4 separate regions of the Mus musculus genome follow, and all the other regions are linked to region 1. Evidence: chromatin contacts called from public Hi-C and HiChIP or PLAC-seq data. All regions are on one chromosome and are shown on one strand. The core of a region is the stretch at or near the end of the contact, and the rest is flanking DNA. Distances in the headings are between cores, read along the strand shown.

Region 1 (2,985 bases), core at 310-2,809:
ATTCCTAAGTTCAGATAATATGTGTAAGTCTTTGCTTTCAAATGGACTGTGGGAACTTTTATAAAACCACAGTTCCCTTGGCTGCTGTGTTAGGACCTAGTCTATCACATGTATAGTCAGTGTATAGTCAGTATCACTCAGCTTCAGGTGGGACTGGGCTTGAAGGACCACACTGCATGGCCTAGCATGTGAAACACCAGCAGAGGGTAGGGTTGGGGATTTGTAGGGCTGGGGTGGTCATAAAACCTTTGTCAGAATTTGTCCTGCTCCCTTGAGAGACCAATGGGATCATCAAGGATGTCTCTACTGCCCATCGTAATAACACTACAGGATGCTTATCTTTCATGGTCTAGGACCAAGTTGGAGGACTAATATATATCTGTAGTCCCCTCTCTCGTAGACCTATGAAGTCTTATTGATAATGGTGCTTTCCTCTTACTTATTTTACCATGGAAGTCAGGTGGCTGTTTTTGCCTAACAGTACTGCCATCCTGGGCACTCAGGCTGCAGAGCAAATACTTTGAATTCAGCAGTTACTCATGCACAGAGTGCTGGAAATGCAAGCAGCACTAAATTTAATAGCATTTCTTCATCTTTAGAGTAATGAAAACTGAGGCCTAGAGGGGTTGTGTAAATGTAATTATCCATTAGCCATTAACCTTGACCTGCATGATCTTAAGACTTAAAAGGTCAACAGATGTCTAGAGCTTTAGATTGTGGGCTACAGTGCACTAAAGAATTATACATAAGGTTTGATGGAAGTTACCGGAAGACTGGACTTGGGAACCATATCACTGAGGTGTAGATTTCTCACTGTTACTGCGCAGGCCCATCTTTCCACTCTCAGTAGCTCTGGGTCCTGTCATCTCTAAAGTGTGGAGGGTAAGGCTTGTATGACTGATCTCAGAAGTTCTGGTAAGCATCAGGAGAGAGAAAGGATGTGAAAGTTGTTTGTACTTGCTATGTAAGTGCAGGAATCCTTCTTCCTGCTAACAGGTTGATGCTGCAGGCAGAGCTCAGAGGATGTGTCTGTTTTCAGTGGCCTCTCTCCTCCTGAGGGTACTTTGCATGAATCTGTCCGCAGCGTTCATCTTTTAACCGCTGTCACGAGCTAACAAGGTGTCAGTCACTCTCACCGAGCCACTTATCGTATGGCATGGGATAACCGAACCTACAGCCACACTCACAAAGAGCTGAGGTGACCACTGAGGGAAGAGGGAAGTTCTGAGCTTAGCCATGCTCTCAAGAGATATTTAGATATTTGACTCATTATTATATATATATATCCAACACACCTTCCACAGTCTGTGCTGTTTACACTGAAAGCGAAAAAGTTGAAAGGGAAGAATCCTGCAATAACACAGCAAAAGAAACGGGGGCGTGAGGGGAGACAAGGACAGGGCTGATGAAGCCTCGGCATCTTATCTCTGGACTATAATTGACGATCTGAATGTTAGTATGAGATCTAAAGTGAAATGAATCGGTGGTTTCAGTTCCGGATATGGTATGCAAAGAAAAAAAAAAAAAAAAAACCTTGCTCTTTGAAATTCAGCACTTCCTTGTCTGTGCTTCAGGAAGCCACACGCCTGGTGTTGAGTGTGGAAACTGACTCATATCTGGCCCTTTGAGATTAGCCTCTCCAGCCCCCCCCCCCCCAGACTGTGGGCAGGATCTGGGGCCTAATGGGAAACCAGAATGGGGTCTGGCCTAATCTGGATCAGACACAACATCATTGGTACACATGCCTTTCAAGGTCCTTCCACATGGTTCTAGAGGCAGTGGCTCTTCTGGGCCATCCCCAGAGCATTGACGGTGCACTTGGCAGTGGGTAAGTGACCTGAGATGGAAGGAAACAGAATCACAAATGCAGTGCCTCCCAGCACTGTACTGTCATGTTAAAGGAAACCAGAGAACTGAGCCACTTGGTGGAAGTGCCTGGCCCTGAGATCTTATCATGTGCCTTCCCACCAAAAAGCCTCAACAATTAACAGCCATTTTCCCCTTTGACTGTCCCAACAAGCTTCTGTATGATAGTTAGGGGTTAGGGACAGGGAGAAGTAATTTGCACTTATTTAGAGTTTATTGAGAAGGAAGAAGCTTATCAGAGACTATAGCATGAAACCCTGGGCAGGTGGCAGGGAGCTCGGGTCTCCTGCACTCAGCCATAAGTGGTTTCCAGGCATTTTACAGACCGTCTCAAGACGGGAAAGGCCCACTAAAACAGCATATCTGTTTGGTTCTAGTTTTCATGTTCAAAAATATCTTGCCCAGGAGGAGGGTGAAGGTGCTGGCTTAAAAGAGAAGTCAATGGGAGACAGAGTGCAGAGAGAAAGAACCAACAGAACCCAGCTCAGCAGTAGAAGGTCCAAGGTCCTTTTTGACCTTTGGCTAGACACTTAATCTCTCTGACCTTCCCTGACCCCATCAGTACAGTGCAATTGCTACTTACAAAATGAGATCATGCATGGGGAAGTATTTGTTTTATGGATGGAAAGCGCCATGCAAAGATTCATCATTAGTCTTTTGAATATTAATGGTTAACCTGTGTTGCAAATGAAGGTATAGCCACCACCCCAGAATGAGGACTGATCTTCCCACCTTTCTTTCCTAAGACAGATCAGTCTGCACTTTTTTTTTTTTTTTTTTTTTACCTACATGCTCCTTACTTCCAAAATGGGTATCCTGATCAGAAAAGCAGAGTGAGAAGATTAAGACCTTGTCCCGGAAGATGAGAAGAGTTAGAAGAAGAAAATCCACAATAAGAATAATTTTAATGAGGCACGTAGCATGTGTTTGAGATCCTTGGCAGCTCAAACAAAAGAAATGGGGGACGGATCGCATTATGCAGCTGCCTTTATCCACTAAAGAAAGAGCAGTTATGAATCAGGGTCAGCCAACTCCTTCCTAGTCATAAGCATGCCAAGAAACATGCATTCTTGGTGAAGGGCTATCAAAGTTAAGTGATAGAATCTTTAAAAGGAGACA
Region 2 (2,985 bases), core at 170-2,669, 780 kb before region 1:
TTGAAATGCAGTCCAGAATTGAATGTCTGTAAAAATATGAAAATCACAATGGAAACCACTGGAAACACTATGTTGTAGTGTCAGGATCACCCAGAGAGCTTTAGAGAAAACTGTCCTAACAGGCTTGACATAGTGCCTGTGCGTCAGCTCTGAAAATGGCCAAATCTAGACGTGAGCATCATCGTGCTGGCCAGGAGGATGGAAATGGCCTGGAACTCAGAGCATGTTCAAGAAGCTCAGAACTAAAGTCTAGCAGCGTGGGAAACAATATTGGTGCAGTGGAAATATTAGTAAGAGCTACACAGAAAGAAGGCTGGAGAGAAGGGTCAGGGGTTAAAAGCACACTAGAGGACTCAGGTTCAAATCCCAGCATCCACATGGAGGCTCACAACTGTCTGTAACTCCAGTCCTGTGAATCTAACCCCCTCTTCTAGACTCTATGTCCACAAAGCACTCAGGTGGTGTATAGACACATGCACAGACACAACACTCATGCACATAGACAATTTTTCCCCAAGAGCTTCATGGAAGGTAATGCAATCACTCTACTTGTCTCGTAACTACTCCTGAATGCATCACAACCTGTAAAGACACTGCATTCACTTTTTGATTGTTTTTAAACAGAAACTTAGATTTTTCTTAAAAATTTATAGAGAAGTGTTGTATTTTAATTCTCTGAAACATTTAGAGTGAGTTCAGCTTAGTGGTCTAGGTTCACTCCACGGAAAGTTAAACTTACCAATAATAATGATGATGATGATAGTAATAATAGTAATAGTAGCAGTAGTAGCAATAATAGTGATGACAATGATGATAAACCTTCAAGAATACTGAAAATAAAAACTAGTCTTCAACTCAATGGTAGCACACACGCAGCACACATGGATCCAGTCCTGAAGTCAGGACTTTCTGATAGGACAATTCCAGGAAATTGAGCTGGGGATCTGCTAAGGTGGGTGGGCACATTAGTGAGGAAAAGCAAATGTGAACAATAGTGTAATAGTTCACACTGGGAGTGTGAGCACACCGGCTCCTCCTCTTACTAGCCAGCACACAGCCTTGCCCAAACAAGACAGAAAGATACGCACTCTTTGTTTTTGCAGTCATAACTTTTAAAGTACAATTTGTAAATATCTGACCTAAAATAATAACAACATGGACTTTTCTGTGTCTCCTCTGGCCTTTTATCTGTTGAATTCACACCCACTACACATGAACATTCAAATTTACATTCCAGTCACCACCATAATGAATTTCTAAAGGGAAATTTTTTGACCTTTAACACATAGGCAATGATTCACTGCTGACAGGGCTTAATGTGATGGATTTAGAAATCTGATTACCACACTTCCTTGGGAGACTCAGCTCAAAACAAAACTAACCCTGTTGCACAACAGTAAAAATGAGCTCCGAGTCTTGTGGATTTGCATGTGTAGCTGAAATCACAATGCGCAACCTTCTGAGACCTCTCATCTACTGCGACTAGAACAAGATCTTCCTTTTCTGATAAAATGCCAGTTTGATCTGCTTACTGTTTAGCAGCTGCAGACAGACTTTTATTCAGGCTGCAGTAGCACACTCAAAGCTTTCCGATCAACTGGAGAGTTTGCTCTCAAAATGCTCAGCTGCTTGGTCTCTACCTGGCTCTTCCATTCGTCCTCTGCCCTCTTGCCCCTGGGATTATGACTACGCATGTGTCAATCTTCCTGCCTTCACATCTTCATCTAGGGTTCTTATCCTTGTCCCCTCTTTCCCACTAACATCATGTGCCACAGACCTTCCCATCCTCCCTGAGGAAGTGTCGCCAATTACCCAGTTCGAATAAATGCCTTCCTCGTGCAATCTCTATGTCCACTTAAATGCTTTCAAAATCGGCTTTTATTTATTTTACAACTTTTTTTAAAAAAAAGTTTCCTTCTGACAGATTTCCAGAGAGCCAGATGTTGCACACAATAGGCTTTCAGGTATCTTTTTAAAAGTGGGATTCTACGAAAGTGGTTCTTTAGAGACAGAGATGAAAACCCTCGTAGGTTTTATAAACACACACACACACACACACACACACACACACACACACACACACACACACAGAAATTCATTAGAGATAAGGAAAAATTAACATCAGTCAAATTTGCATTAGAATCAGAACAGTCTCATGGCAAGTTATTTTTCTTGTCTTTCAGAAGTCAACTGAACTGAACACAGACTTGGCCCTTTTGGTTGGGAAGAATGCTGACACACAATATTGTTCACAAGGAGTTGGGTGCTTCAAGGACAATGACATTTGTGCATGGAAACGCCTACCTTCCACTTGCCCGGAGGCCGATTGTAAACATGTTAAACAGTTTGCCCAAGGCACTCTATTCCAGACTGCCTGTCATATAAACAACATTAACAGTTTTGCTGAAGAGAATAACTAAGTGATTCTCACCTTACTTTCTACTTTTTCCAGGACTCCAGAGTAATATCTGTCCAGCTAGCATGAACTATGAAACCCTAGCAATTGCTGGGAGGCTCGAGGGAGGAAATAGCTAAAGGGAGAAAAGCAGTCACTGAAACTGCTACAGACACAAGTGAAGATGTCTTGACTGCCAAAAGAGACTCCCTAGGCTTCCCACATTATTATTCATAAGAAGAAGGAAGCTGCCAGGCCGGCAGTGAGCACACCTTAAATCTCAGCATCGAGAGGCAGCGGCAGAGGCAGAGGCAGGCAGATTTCCGCGAGTTTGAAGCCAGCCTGGTCTACAAAATGAATGAGTTCCAGGATACCCAGAGTTACACAAAGAAACTCTGTCTTGACAAAAAGCAAAAACCCAAACCAAACAAACAAAGAAAAGAAAGAAAAGAGAGGAATTAAAGAACATTAGTTGAAAGTTAGGAAATTTGATACTCAGCAGGGTAAGCAATGAATTAAATCACTCTGTTTGCTGGGTTTTCATCTGTGTATGTTTGCTCAATACAGAACAGCCTACTGTAGAAAACGGC
Region 3 (2,985 bases), core at 344-2,843, 740 kb before region 1:
GCCAACATTTTTTGAGGCTCTTGTATTAACTCCTTTCTAATTCATGGTACCCTTACATGGGCATACTACCATTATTCTTACTCTAAAGAAGAGGAAAGTAAGTTGCAGAAAATATCTAACTAACTTCATGCCTAAACATCCTTGGATAAAGTATCTATTCCAGCCCCACAGCTGCACTGCCTGTTCATCAGTGCAGATCTGGTATATGGGGCATTATGGAATGACTTCTCATTGAAGAAGGCTTTCAGCACCCCGTCACATTGGACTGACAGCCACTTCACACTCAAAACTGGGAGGGGTAAATGTTTCAATGAGTGAGAAGAGGTAAATATATTTCTCTCAGATTGCATGTGGTCCTGTAAATATTCCTTTGTATTCTTTTGCAGGATTGGAGCATATCTTAAAAAACAAACAAACTAATTTGAAACACTGAGAAAAAGAAGTTTAAGTCTTAAAAAATGGACTGTGTCTGCTACAACTATATTAATGTGAAATTTCAGGCTATCTTCTTGATGTTTAATACAATTGTGATATTTGTAATATAGTTTATAGTTGTTTTATCATTAGACATATAGTTAGAAATGCTTTAAATTCATATACTTTTTTGGTTAGAATAAGAAAATTAATTTTTTCATTTGTCACTCTTTTCGTAATTAGGCTGAAAACAAAACCACATCTCCAAACTTTACTGGCTTACTATCAAATGAAGCATACTCTGTTTGAAAAATGATGCCATACCTCTGAGAATTTTATGCCAACAAATGGCATTTCACTGTAGAAAACACACTGAGGGTTGCGGAAAATAGATTAAAGCATGTGAACATTATTACAAGTCCACTGGATTCGAATGAGAAGTAGATTTTTATATTATAAATTCAATATAAGTCAACACACTTATTCTTCTATATTAACTTTCCCTTTTGTTTTGTTTAAGTCAGAAAGGACCACTTAACAGGATGTCAAGCAGCACAAGGGATCTAAGAAACATACTTTGGCAAAATAAGGATGGGGTCATGAGAGGGGCACAGTGGCTGGCTAGGCAGCAGTAGCAGCTGTCTTATTCTGGTTCAAAGTGCAGCACAAGAATGTATATCCTGAGCCTATAAGGCATCTGGAGAGTTAGACAGCTATCCCAGGTATGGGACATCTTTGATCACCAGCCTACAGTGAAAGCCTGCTCCAGAAAGAAAAATATTTCGTTTTCAATCTCCTTCACGTCAGCTCGTTGTCCAGTACTTCAGTGTGCTTTTGTGTGACAAGAAGAAGTGGACTAGTCACCACTAGCGCTTCTTACCATGACTGAGGAATTTCCCGGGTTCAACAGTCTAAGGCACCATGTGTGGCACACTGCAGAGAAAAGTGCTACCGAAATATGCAAGGGAAGTCACATCTAAAACACCTCTGCAAGAGTTTTCCCAGGAAAGGCAATTGAGAATGCAATTTTGACAGGTAGAGGGGGGAGGCAGAAAAATGCTGCTTTCTGCCCCACCCCCACCGCCAAAGAAAGGATGAACATCTGTGGCTTACTGGATGCAAACCACTGGCCTCAACGAGCATCTGTGTGCTCGCCACAGAAGCAGATGGCCTACATTCTCAGAAACAAGTCTCTCTTTACGTCTGGAGAATATTCTTCCAGAGTAGGTTGGGCTAATGTGCTGGACCCGGACCTGGGCCTGACCAGTTTTGTTACCTCCTTTAAATTCTTCCTATTCTTGGGATAAATTAGGGACACCAGCCTCAAGGGCAGCCAGTCTGACACCTTCCAATTCACAATCATAGGGGGAAAAAACAGCAAAGAACAAAAGTTAAAAATAGGTCTACAAACCAGCAACAGAAAACAAGGCGCCCAAATGTTCCCCCTTTACATTAACAAGAATATATAAACTATTCCTCAGGAGAGCATTCAGAATGCAGAGCAAGCAACTCAGGCAGAGGGTATCTTTGCTTTGAGAGGGACTCAGACAACACATTAGTAAAAGCATACCACAGCCTGTCACTTAGACAAAATCCTCAGTGCCTTAAACAGGAAAGGCCAGAGGAATGTCGGCAGGCCTCTAGGCACCAGGGCATGAAGGAAGCACAGTTGACTAGGCAGCAGGAAGCAAGGAGCTCTGGCACAGGGCCGGCATGCAGAGCTTCTAAGCAATGGATGCTTAGCAAATCAAATATTCCAGGAGCAGAGGTCCGGAAAGCTGATACACATACCAAAAGATTTCATATGTTACTACTGTCTGTGGCCAGCCTGGGATCCTGTGTACCTATCTTCTCTTTTCCACATGTAACAATGTCCTTAATGTTGGTGAAACCAAGTATATAAATCAGGTCTCCTTTATCTTGGGACACTACAAGGGCTTCCTCAATGTACTGAAACCTGTGGTTGTCATGCTAGTACTATAAATTTAAATGCCTTATGGATGTCTTAATAGTTGAGCTAAGCCTGAATAGCCAGACTGAATTCCAAATGCATGATAGGCGAGATGTAAGGAGAGACAGGCAGTCTAGGAAAACCAATAGGCTAAGCAAGTACAGGATATGAGCTTCCAGAGGTATTTTCAAGCCTGCTTGCTGTTTGTATTTGCTCACAAAAGTTATTTTAAAACATCTTCCTAGTAATAACTGTATGCAAAAGACATATTCAAGCAAGTCTATAAGGACATAGTCAGTACCTCAAACTCTGCTATCCTTCCCTTTGTGGTCCTTTTCCTCTCTTGTTAGTCCTTTGCTTTTTTGCTGGCTAGTTGTATGCCAACTTGACACATGGTATAGTCATCTGAGAGGAGGAAACCTCGACTGAGAAAATTCCCTCATAAGATCACGCTATAGGTGAGTCCATGGAACATTTCCTTAATGATTGATGTAGGAGGTTACCGCCCACTATGGGTAGTGTGCCATCCCTGGGCTGGTGGTCCTGACAAGACATTCCTTCCATTATTCTTCTGTTTTTGCTTTTAAGCTGAAACTCAGGCCATGGAGGAATGCAGCTTA
Region 4 (2,985 bases), core at 270-2,769, 650 kb before region 1:
TACACTAGCAAGATTTTATTGAAAGGACGCAGATGTAGCTGTCTCTTGTGAGACTATGCCGGGGCCCAGCAAACACAGAAGTGGATGCTCACAGTCAGCTAATGGATGGATCATAGGGCTCCCAATGGAGGAGCTAGAGAAAGTAGCCAAGGAGCTAAAGGGATCTGCAACCCTATAGGTGGAACAACATTATGAGCTAACCAGTACCCCGGAGCTCTTGACTCTAGCTGCATATATATCAAAAGATGGCCTAGTCGGCCATCACTGGAAAGAGAGGCCCATTGGACTTGCAAACTTTATATGCCCCAGTACAGGGGAATACCAGGGCCAAAAAGGGGGAGTGGGTGGGCAGGGGAGTGGGGGTGGGTGGATATGGGGGACTTTTGGTATAGCATTGGAAATGTAAATGAGTTAAATACCTAATAAAAAATGGAAAAAAAAAAAAAGATGCAGTGGCCCACCCGCTTCAGAAGACTGCCAGCTTCCTGAAATGCTCTCATAGGATACAACAACTGCATTCTTGGTGAATGACTGGAAACTGTGGTAAACACTCTCAAACACACACACACACACACACACACACACACACACACACACACACACACACACACAGAGATACTTATTCACACATGAGAACTCTACTTTATATCAGAAAGGACATTCTATGATGCTTATTTTTGGGGCCTAAAATAAGTGAATGAAAAACTTAACAGAAATGCTGAAGTATATTATTGTGCTTTGATTTTTAACCACTTAACAATTCCTACAGTCATTGTACATATGTATAAAAGGGCACTAAGTACTTAAAAGGAGCTTGTGAGCAAGAGAATTAAACAATAGACAAATATTTGCCCTATACACTTGACTGCATGTACACATTAGAAAATGATGCTGATTTGGAAAAGAGTGAAAGCTTCCTTAAAGAACTGTGACAAGCATCTCAGGTTCTCTTTTCATATGCAAATGCAGAACCAATAAATACATTGTTGGGGGAAATCATCTGAATAAGAATGATAATCCGGTCCAGAGGACTGTGAGCCACACTCATGAGCAGGTGAGGATGTCACAAAAGCAAAATGAAGCCAGCTGCATAGAGATGAGGTATATCTCTTCACTTCATTAGTTTTAAAAGACATAATCAATACAATCAATAATATGCTTATGCCTATGATAAGGAACAGAGAAATTAAAAGGGAATCAATGAAGACTAAGGGGGAAAAGAACATTAAAGTTAAAAAGATTCTATCAGCTTTCCAGCACTGGAATTGTGCGCAGGAGAAGGTGTTTGTATGGCACAAGATCCAAACCACAAGCAAAACACATTGCATAAAATCAAAGTAAAATAATCTTGTCAGACATTGATCTGTGTAATGAGTTTCTGTGAGAAGTGTTGCCAGACTGTAAAAGTGAACAGGGATTTGAAGTAATCTCGAAGAACTGATCAGCGAGAACCGGTGTGTCTCTTCTACTGGGGCCCCAAGCCACTAGTTTGCCAGCTTGCCTGATAAGACTTTTACTATACAAATATACTTTGGAACACACCCAAAGAAACATTCCTGAAATAAATGAATGGCAGAGAACTATACTAAAGTCACCCTGGTTCCTTTTCTTGTAAATGTGTGAGCTATACATCTACACAGATAGCTGTGTGTAACACTAGGATCCTATCTTAAAGATGCAAGACTTCAAATCAGACAGCATGTGAAGGTTGCTTTGCTAGAAAGCAGTGCAGGCTTTATGGCTACTGGCTGTGACTACGTTCTCCATCTATGATAACATATTCCAGGCAATATACTTCATGATCATAAAGACCTCGTGAAAGAGGCATTCGACATATATAACCAGTACAATGCTATAGAAAGAACTTTGAGTGATATAGAATACATTATTTTATACCATAAGCAGCTTAATAGGCGATAACTGCTATTGTTAGACATTAAGCATCTAGTTTATATTTGGACATGCAAAGCAGAAATGCACAGTAGACTGCCAGCTCTGTGGTTACTAAGAACACCTGTATTTCCTGAAAGAACACAAATCTCCAAATTGTTCCATCATTATTTCACTAAATCCTCTTGCAACTTTCAAACCTAAGTGCTATGTGAAAATAGGGCCCCAGGGGATTACCAAGTGACTCTTTTGTCTTCAGCGTTACACAGGTGACCTCAAATACTAGTTCATCAGTCCAGCAATAGAGCAAGCAGAAAGGATCACAATGTCACCATCTTCCAGCATCGTGAGAATGGAACATGATCGCTGGCTAATATAGCATTTCCTAAGTTGAGAGGATACAGGGGTTGGCATAAGAAATACTCTTTATAGGTTCATGTGTTTGAAATATGTGGGACCAGATGGTGGCACTGCATTCAGAGATTATTCAACAGTGGCACTGCATTGGGAGATTATCGAACTCTAGGAGAAGGAACCTAGCTGAAGAAAGGTCCTCATTGGGGGTGCATTTTGCAGGTTTTGTCTTTTCTATCTGTGTCCTTTGTGCTGATGAAATGTGACCAACTAGCTTCTTGTTATTGCCACTGTGCCACATCATTTGTGAATGAGTGATATTAATACTCTGAAATTCTTTCTTCATTACTAAGTTGCTTTTGGTCATGATATTTTATGACAGTAATAGAAAAGTAACTGAGGAGATGGGGAATAGGGGGTGAATTGGGATCAGATGTGGGGAGGGGCAGGAGGGATGGCCAGATGGTCATGTGAATGAATGGAAATCTGCAGCTGACAGGGGTGGGGAGGTAGGAGATATTGCTAGGAAAAGGACAGAGACTTGGGATGAGAAAGGCACCCAAGAATCAACAGGTGTGACCTTAGCTGTGGCTCACAGCACTGGGGTTATGGAACCTGAAGAGGCCACCTCCAATAGCCAGGCAGGAACTCCAATGGAGCAATAGGGATACAAACCCACCCACAAAACTTTCAACCCAAAACTTATCCTGTCCACAAGAAACACAGGGATGGGGTATGTAA

The links. A called contact is a pair of places that touch in the nucleus more often than the background predicts. HiChIP or PLAC-seq counts read pairs in DNA pulled down with a chosen protein or histone mark.
Region 2: a contact with region 1 is called in an H3K4me3 HiChIP or PLAC-seq map of bone marrow-derived macrophages, with 5 times the contacts expected there. The contact joins two enhancer-like sites. A contact is called at or near these places in 1 of 484 Hi-C or Micro-C datasets (cerebellar granule neurons) and 2 of 115 datasets of contacts at active chromatin or transcription factors (acute myeloid leukemia and bone marrow-derived macrophages).
Region 3: a contact with region 1 is called in a Hi-C map of the MNK3 cell line, with 4 times the contacts expected there. The contact joins two enhancer-like sites. A contact is called at or near these places in 2 of 484 Hi-C or Micro-C datasets (the MNK3 cell line and bone marrow-derived macrophages) and 4 of 115 datasets of contacts at active chromatin or transcription factors (CD8 T cells, large pre-B cells, regulatory T cells and 1 more).
Region 4: a contact with region 1 is called in a FOXA1 HiChIP or PLAC-seq map of pancreatic cancer cells. The contact joins two enhancer-like sites. A contact is called at or near these places in 2 of 115 datasets of contacts at active chromatin or transcription factors (bone marrow-derived macrophages and pancreatic cancer cells).

What each region holds. Positions count from the first base shown.
Region 1 is chr16:24,150,120-24,153,104 of GRCm38.p6, reverse strand. No RefSeq gene overlaps it. Among named protein-coding and RNA genes, the nearest start is that of Gm32126, 7.9 kb to the left of the region's middle. Within about 2 kb of position 1,559, at least 134 of the 459 cell types and tissues checked have an H3K27ac peak or open chromatin away from gene starts, as enhancers often do. A contact at or near this core is called in the MNK3 cell line, bone marrow-derived macrophages and pancreatic cancer cells, where this site is marked.
Region 2 is chr16:24,932,320-24,935,304 of GRCm38.p6, reverse strand. The region is part of intron 10 of Lpp (LIM domain containing preferred translocation partner in lipoma); the gene reads right to left. Gm52245 (a long non-coding RNA gene) reads left to right here. Exons shown (of 3, transcript XR_003951917.1): 3 at 2,184-2,690. Among named protein-coding and RNA genes, the nearest start is that of Gm52245, 7.6 kb to the left of the region's middle. Within about 2 kb of position 1,419, at least 74 of the 459 cell types and tissues checked have an H3K27ac peak or open chromatin away from gene starts, as enhancers often do. A contact at or near this core is called in bone marrow-derived macrophages, where this site is marked.
Region 3 is chr16:24,885,664-24,888,648 of GRCm38.p6, reverse strand. All of the region lies in intron 9 of Lpp (LIM domain containing preferred translocation partner in lipoma), which reads right to left. Among named protein-coding and RNA genes, the nearest start is that of Gm22672, 3.0 kb to the right of the region's middle. Within about 2 kb of position 1,593, at least 19 of the 459 cell types and tissues checked have an H3K27ac peak or open chromatin away from gene starts, as enhancers often do. A contact at or near this core is called in the MNK3 cell line, where this site is marked.
Region 4 is chr16:24,800,040-24,803,024 of GRCm38.p6, reverse strand. All of the region lies in intron 8 of Lpp (LIM domain containing preferred translocation partner in lipoma), which reads right to left. Among named protein-coding and RNA genes, the nearest start is that of Mir28a, 26 kb to the left of the region's middle. Within about 2 kb of position 1,519, at least 3 of the 459 cell types and tissues checked have an H3K27ac peak or open chromatin away from gene starts, as enhancers often do. A contact at or near this core is called in pancreatic cancer cells, where this site is marked.